Regions from separate parts of the Callithrix jacchus genome. Here region 2 is linked to region 1. Evidence: chromatin contacts called from public Hi-C data. All regions are on one chromosome and are shown on one strand. The core of a region is the stretch at or near the end of the contact, and the rest is flanking DNA. Distances in the headings are between cores, read along the strand shown.

Evidence for each region. A called contact is a pair of places that touch in the nucleus more often than the background predicts.
Region 2: a Hi-C map of induced pluripotent stem cells shows a contact between it and region 1, with 1.8 times the contacts expected there. The contact joins two enhancer-like sites. A contact is called at or near these places in 2 of 3 Hi-C or Micro-C datasets (induced pluripotent stem cells and skeletal muscle).

Annotation. Positions count from the first base shown.
Region 1 is chr1:184,640,512-184,643,211 of calJac240_pri, forward strand. No RefSeq gene overlaps it. Among named protein-coding and RNA genes, the nearest start is that of TMEM250, 32 kb to the left of the region's middle. Within about 2 kb of position 1,345, at least 2 of the 16 cell types and tissues checked have an H3K27ac peak or open chromatin away from gene starts, as enhancers often do.
Region 2 is chr1:184,708,839-184,711,538 of calJac240_pri, forward strand. It overlaps QSOX2 (quiescin sulfhydryl oxidase 2), which reads right to left. Exons shown (of 12, transcript XM_035262824.3): 2 at 2,217-2,317; 3 at 291-339. Among named protein-coding and RNA genes, the nearest start is that of QSOX2, 20 kb to the right of the region's middle. Within about 2 kb of position 1,348, at least 6 of the 16 cell types and tissues checked have an H3K27ac peak or open chromatin away from gene starts, as enhancers often do.

The sequences.
Region 1 (2,700 bases), core at 95-2,594:
GGCTCAGGAAGGGCCAGACGCTGTTGCTGATGCCACGCTCTGTTCTGGACAAACCCATTCATCCCGTGGGCCAGGCCTGTGACCCTGTGGGCCATGGGTCCCCAGGGTGGGTCTGGGCCAGACCTGTCCCTCCTCCGGGGTGGCCTGAGCAGAGTGTGGCACCGAGACAGCTCTGGACAGGTGACCATGGCCTTGGAGGTCTTTGGACCCGTCTCTGGCCACCTTCACCCTGGAAACAGGCCTCTGCTTTCTGGGAGGCAGCTGCCACCAGGCTCTCTGGGACAGACAGGAGTCGGCCCTCTCTGCAGGCCTGGGGTTGGGGCCCTGAGACGAGGTTCAGCCACAGGTCCCTCCAGCCCCCTGCTCCCAAGCCTGAGGTCCCACTATGCTGGAGCCATTCCCTTAAGCCTGCAAGCCCCTCCCTCTCCCAGGGCCCTGGTGGAAAGTTGGTCTGACTAGCAGGGCTGTGAGCACCCTGGGAGGCTGAGTCCATCTTATCTGTGTCTTCAGGACCCAGTGCACCAGACATCTGCAGGGTGAATGAGCGACTGAATGAATGACCGAGTGAATGAAGAAATGTGTTAGAAATTTGCGGCTTTCAGGGATTGTGCATCAAACCCCCAGAAGAGGAAGCAGGCTGGCCCCCAGCACCCCCCATCCTGACTCTGGGGCCTGCCAGGGGCTGGGGCCTGAGTTGTGATCACAATCTCCAGCCCGGGGGGCCACAGGCCACGCTGGGGGACTCGGATCTGGGGAGCCCTGACCTTATTGCTGAAGAAACAACAGCTCAGAGAGGGGACAGGGCAGGAACAAACAGGGTGTGGGGGGGCACAGGCACAGCTGGGACCCCACCACTTGGCTCTTGTGGGATCAGACCCAGCTGGGGTCCCGAGGCAGGTGCCCAAGCCCCCTGCCAGCAGCAGCCCCACCTTTATGCGCCCTCTGGAAGTTCTCAAGGTCAGCGAGGTCCCCTGAGGGGGTCCCCTGAGGAGTGGGGTCGGGGCCTGGAGAGCGTCTGTCTGTCTGTCCGGAGAATACCCAAGCAGCTGAAGGGCACAGGCCCTTGGGGAGCGCTCTGGGCAGCCCAGTAGCCACCCTATTCCGTTTTAATTTTATTTCCTTGATGAAAACAGCAGGATCAATCCTGCTGACCATTTAGCAAGGTGTCTCCATTTGCATATTTAAAAGATACTGCCAAGGAGGGCGGTGGGGGATGGGAGGACAGGCTTCAGGCTGATTGAAGCGGACGCTCATTTCGGCTACATGGAATTTAATTTCCACTTGCAAACTCAGAATAGATTGCAGTGCTGCCGCCGCCCACAGGGCTCCGTGCAGAGGAGCTGCCGGAAAGCGTCTCTGGGAGCACTGTGTGGCAGCTCCATGTCACTTCCCGTCAGCGTCTGTCCCACCGCTGGTTTTAGCTGAAGTTACGATTGAAATGTGAAAACTGGAAGTCTGGAGAAAGGGGACTTAGTCCCGTGGAGGTAGCTGAAGAGCCCCATTCCCCGAGAGTCCCAGGCCTGGTCTGTGTCAGGGATCAGGGCCTGGTCTGTGAGGAGGATCGGGGCCTGGTCTGTGAGGGGGATCGGGGCCTGGTCTGTGAGGAGGATCGGGGCCTGGTCTGTGAGGGGGATCGGGGCCTGGTCTGTGAGGGGGATCGGGGCCTGGTCTGTGAGGGGGATTGGGGCCTGGTCTGTGAGGGGGATCGGGGCCTGGTCTGTGTCGGGGATCAGGGCCTGGTCAGTGAGGAGGATCAGGCCTGGTGTGTGAGGAGGATCGGGGCCTGGTCTGAGATAGGAATTTAGATTGACGGCCAGGGTCGGGGGTCAGAGTCTGACAGGAACAGGGCTCAGTGTGTGGCTGTGGTCAGGAAGGGATGGCTGAGCAGAAGTGAGGTCAGCTCCTCCAAGGCTGGAGGAGCTGGGAAGGAGAATGAGGCTCCATAGAGGCCAGAGGAGTGGATTTCTCCCTCAACCACAGCAGAGTGAGGGCTGAGGAGGTGGAACTCCCAGGCAGGTCACAGGCGAGACTCGTCGCTGGGCCTCGGCCTGGTAGATGCTCACCCTGACCATCCAGTGAATTCACTTCCTTCGAAGGGCTGGGCAGGGTGGAGAGCTCTGCTCTGCAACCCTCCCAAGAAGCCCAGACACTTCCCAGGACCAGGGTCCCACTGTCGCTGCTTGGGCGGCACCCACCTCTCAGGCTGTTACCCATGTCGGAGGCTGGAGGGGTCAGGGGAAGAGGGGCACACAGCTCAGAGATCCCTCTGAGCTGATCACAGGCCCAAGACTTCACTTTTCATGAAGGGAAACTGAGTCTCAGAGCCCGCAACCAGTATGTCCCGAAGCTGGTGAGTGGCTTTGCTGTCCATGGCACTCGAGGCTGGGCTGGGGTGTGTGTGTCCACCCAGCGGTGAGACTCCTGGCATGAGAAGAAGCCTGGGGTCCCGGCCTGCCCTCAGTACCAGCGGCTGCCCTGCTGGTCTCAGCTTTGGGCGAGGGCGAAAGGTCACCCTGCCTGCCCCCTCCTGGAAAGGCCACCTGGCAGGTGGCAGAGACACTGCCATAAAAGGTGCTGCCCAGGGCAGGGCAGGCTCTGTCACCTGCCAGCTTCGCTTCTCTTCCTGCAGTCAGCTCATCTGTGAAATGGATGAACAGCAGCCGCTACCCTGTGGTGTGTTGAAGCAAGCAGTCCCATGTC
Region 2 (2,700 bases), core at 98-2,597, 68 kb after region 1:
ATTCCTTGGGTGTGTACATATGATCTGTGCATGTCTCCAAATATTTTTACAAGAACAAATTCATTCTGAAAAAGTTTTTACTACTATATTTGCCAGGCAAGGCAAAGCATAGCATGAAAACTTCTCTTTGAAGCTATTAATGTTTGAACTCTTAAGAGAAAACCGGGAGAAAGGTCAGCAGAGGCAAAGGTGCTGACCCGGCTGGCAGCTCCCCAGGCTCTGGGACCGTGTGTCTTCAGCAGGTTCCAGAGGGGAATCTCAGGAATTAAAATAAATGCTTTTGTCCTTACCTTTAAAAGTTTCTCCCGTTGTAAACTCCTTTGTAAATGCTTTAAAATACTAAGAGGAAAAACAGAGAGCAAGTAAGAGGCAGCCCCCTGGGCATCTGCACATTTGTCCAAGCAACAAAGTGACTGTCACCTCAGAGCTTTACTCAATTTCCTTCAGAAAGTTTTCATAAACTGATGAAACCACAGGCTTCTTTCTCCACATCTCTGTGCATATGAGCGTTTCCTATCAGATTTACGAAAGGGCTGATTTCCAAACAGCATTCCCATCATTTACATTTTCTGACCCAGAAGGGCTAGAAGTCACACAATTCAGTTGGGCCGGAATCATACAGGACACTGCTCTCTGGGACTGGGTAGTGAGTGTGTCCCTAACGGTGAGCTATAACATCAGCTGCAACGACACAAAGAATTTACAGGACGAGGAGACACCATGCAGTACCTCTGAGTGGATGAAAAGGGTTCTTGTGTTAAAATTAAAAACCTTCTGCATCAAAGGCACATTACAGACAATGACAAGACAAGGTTACAGGATGGGCGGGGATGAAATCAGTAAGAGAAGCACACTCGAACCAAGAGGGAAACAGAGAGATGACAGGCACAGACACTCCCCACAGTGGCACCCACAGGCATGGACACTTCCCACGGTGACACCCACATGCACGGACACTTCACACGGTGACACCCACATGAACGGACACTTCACACAGTGACACCCATGGCCCACAAAGCCAGCTGTGCAGGCACCACGGCCGCCGGGGAAATGTAAACAAAGTCGCCAGTGCTTCTGTTCTGTGGGCGAGCACAGGCCTGGCGCGAGGCCCAGGGGTTCTCTTCCAGCCTCAGCTCTTCCCACACCCGGGGAATGCACACAGCAGGGCAGTTCAAAGCCACCAAAGCTTGGAAAAGCCCATGCGCCTGGCAACGAGGGGTTCTGGTCCTCAGAGTGACGCCACCGGACAATCCCATCCAATCAGCCAATGGGCATCATGGTGGATACGGACATCCCCTTAAGTAACGGAAAGAAGGCCCAGAAGCTTCCACACAGCAGTGTGGCCTGTGTCTGAAGCTAAAACAAAATAGGAAGCCATTCTGATGTGATCACACGCTGGGGGCAGGCAAGCAAGTGTGCCTCACAGGCCCCGAGAGGCCCTGGGGTGGGGCTGACACTGGGCAGCCCAGCGTGCCACCTGTCGGGGCAGGACCACAGGCGCTACCAGCACAGTGAAAACAGTAGCCCAGGAAGCAAGGAAGCCACTGTGACGTGACACCACACCACACAGCAGGGTGCCAGGGCTGAGAAGGACGGGTCACAAAGCTTCCTGCGAAGTGGGCCCAAGGCACCACATTCCTGGAGATGTCCGTATCCAGGTGTACAGGAGGTGGCGGTGCCAGTGTGTACATGTGAGCTCTGCACCGGCCATGACAAGGTCACAGGCACCTCTGCCCCCTAGTGGGAGCAATAGGCACAGCGTCATATGTAGGCTGACCTCAGCTCAGGAACACAGAGGCCGTGTGTGCGTGGCCGGTGTGAGTGTGTGAGTGCATGAGCAATGTGTGAATGCATATGGGTGCGTGTGAGTGTGCATGTGTGAGAGTATGTGTGTGTGGTCCACCGAGGAGCCCCGTGGTACACAGACCGCATGTGTGGCCTCAGGCCAGAGTGCCAGCCCTCACACTCCCAGCGTCCTCATGCCCTAGGGCTGTGCAGGCTGCAGGGGTCTTTTCACGCACCCTCCATGTGAGCAGGGCTATGTGTGCATGGACAGTCCCACAGACACTTCCACCACACAACAAGGTGAACGAGAGCTGCCCCCGCAAACATCAGCTCCTTCAAATCCTGCTGAGTTTCAGGCAGCAAAAGCCAGAGCAGCCAAAACGCAGGCACCACAGTGTGGCAAATTTTAACAGAGCCCCCACGGTACTCACCCGGAAGGTGGGGTAGAAGTGGATGTCGTAGTCATGGCACACGGCCTGGTTCTTGTCTTCCATGCAGTCAAGAGCGGCGACGCGGATGGCGCTAGCCCAGTCTAAAATGCAGGAGCACGACCTTCAGTGTGGCGGGCACTGGACTCCCATGAAGCCCAGGACCCAGCAGGCCCACTCCAGGCTGCCGCCCCTGAAAGACCAGCCCCCAGCCCTTTTAGGTCATCAGTCAGGCCCTCTCCACAGTGTCTGTGTGGAGCTAGGAAGAGGATTTCCACCAGCAGCATGGTGCCTCTCCTCCCACAGATGATCACAGAACAAGCGGACTTGTGCTGAACGTGCACGTCATGGAGCAGGGATGAGGCTGTGGTCCCTAATTAAACCACACCCTGATGGACGGTGACAGAAGCAGTTGTCAGCCGCCAGTACTTCACAGGACAGCAAGCACGTGCAGATTAATTGGATGTGGCCCAGGCTGTATGGCGAG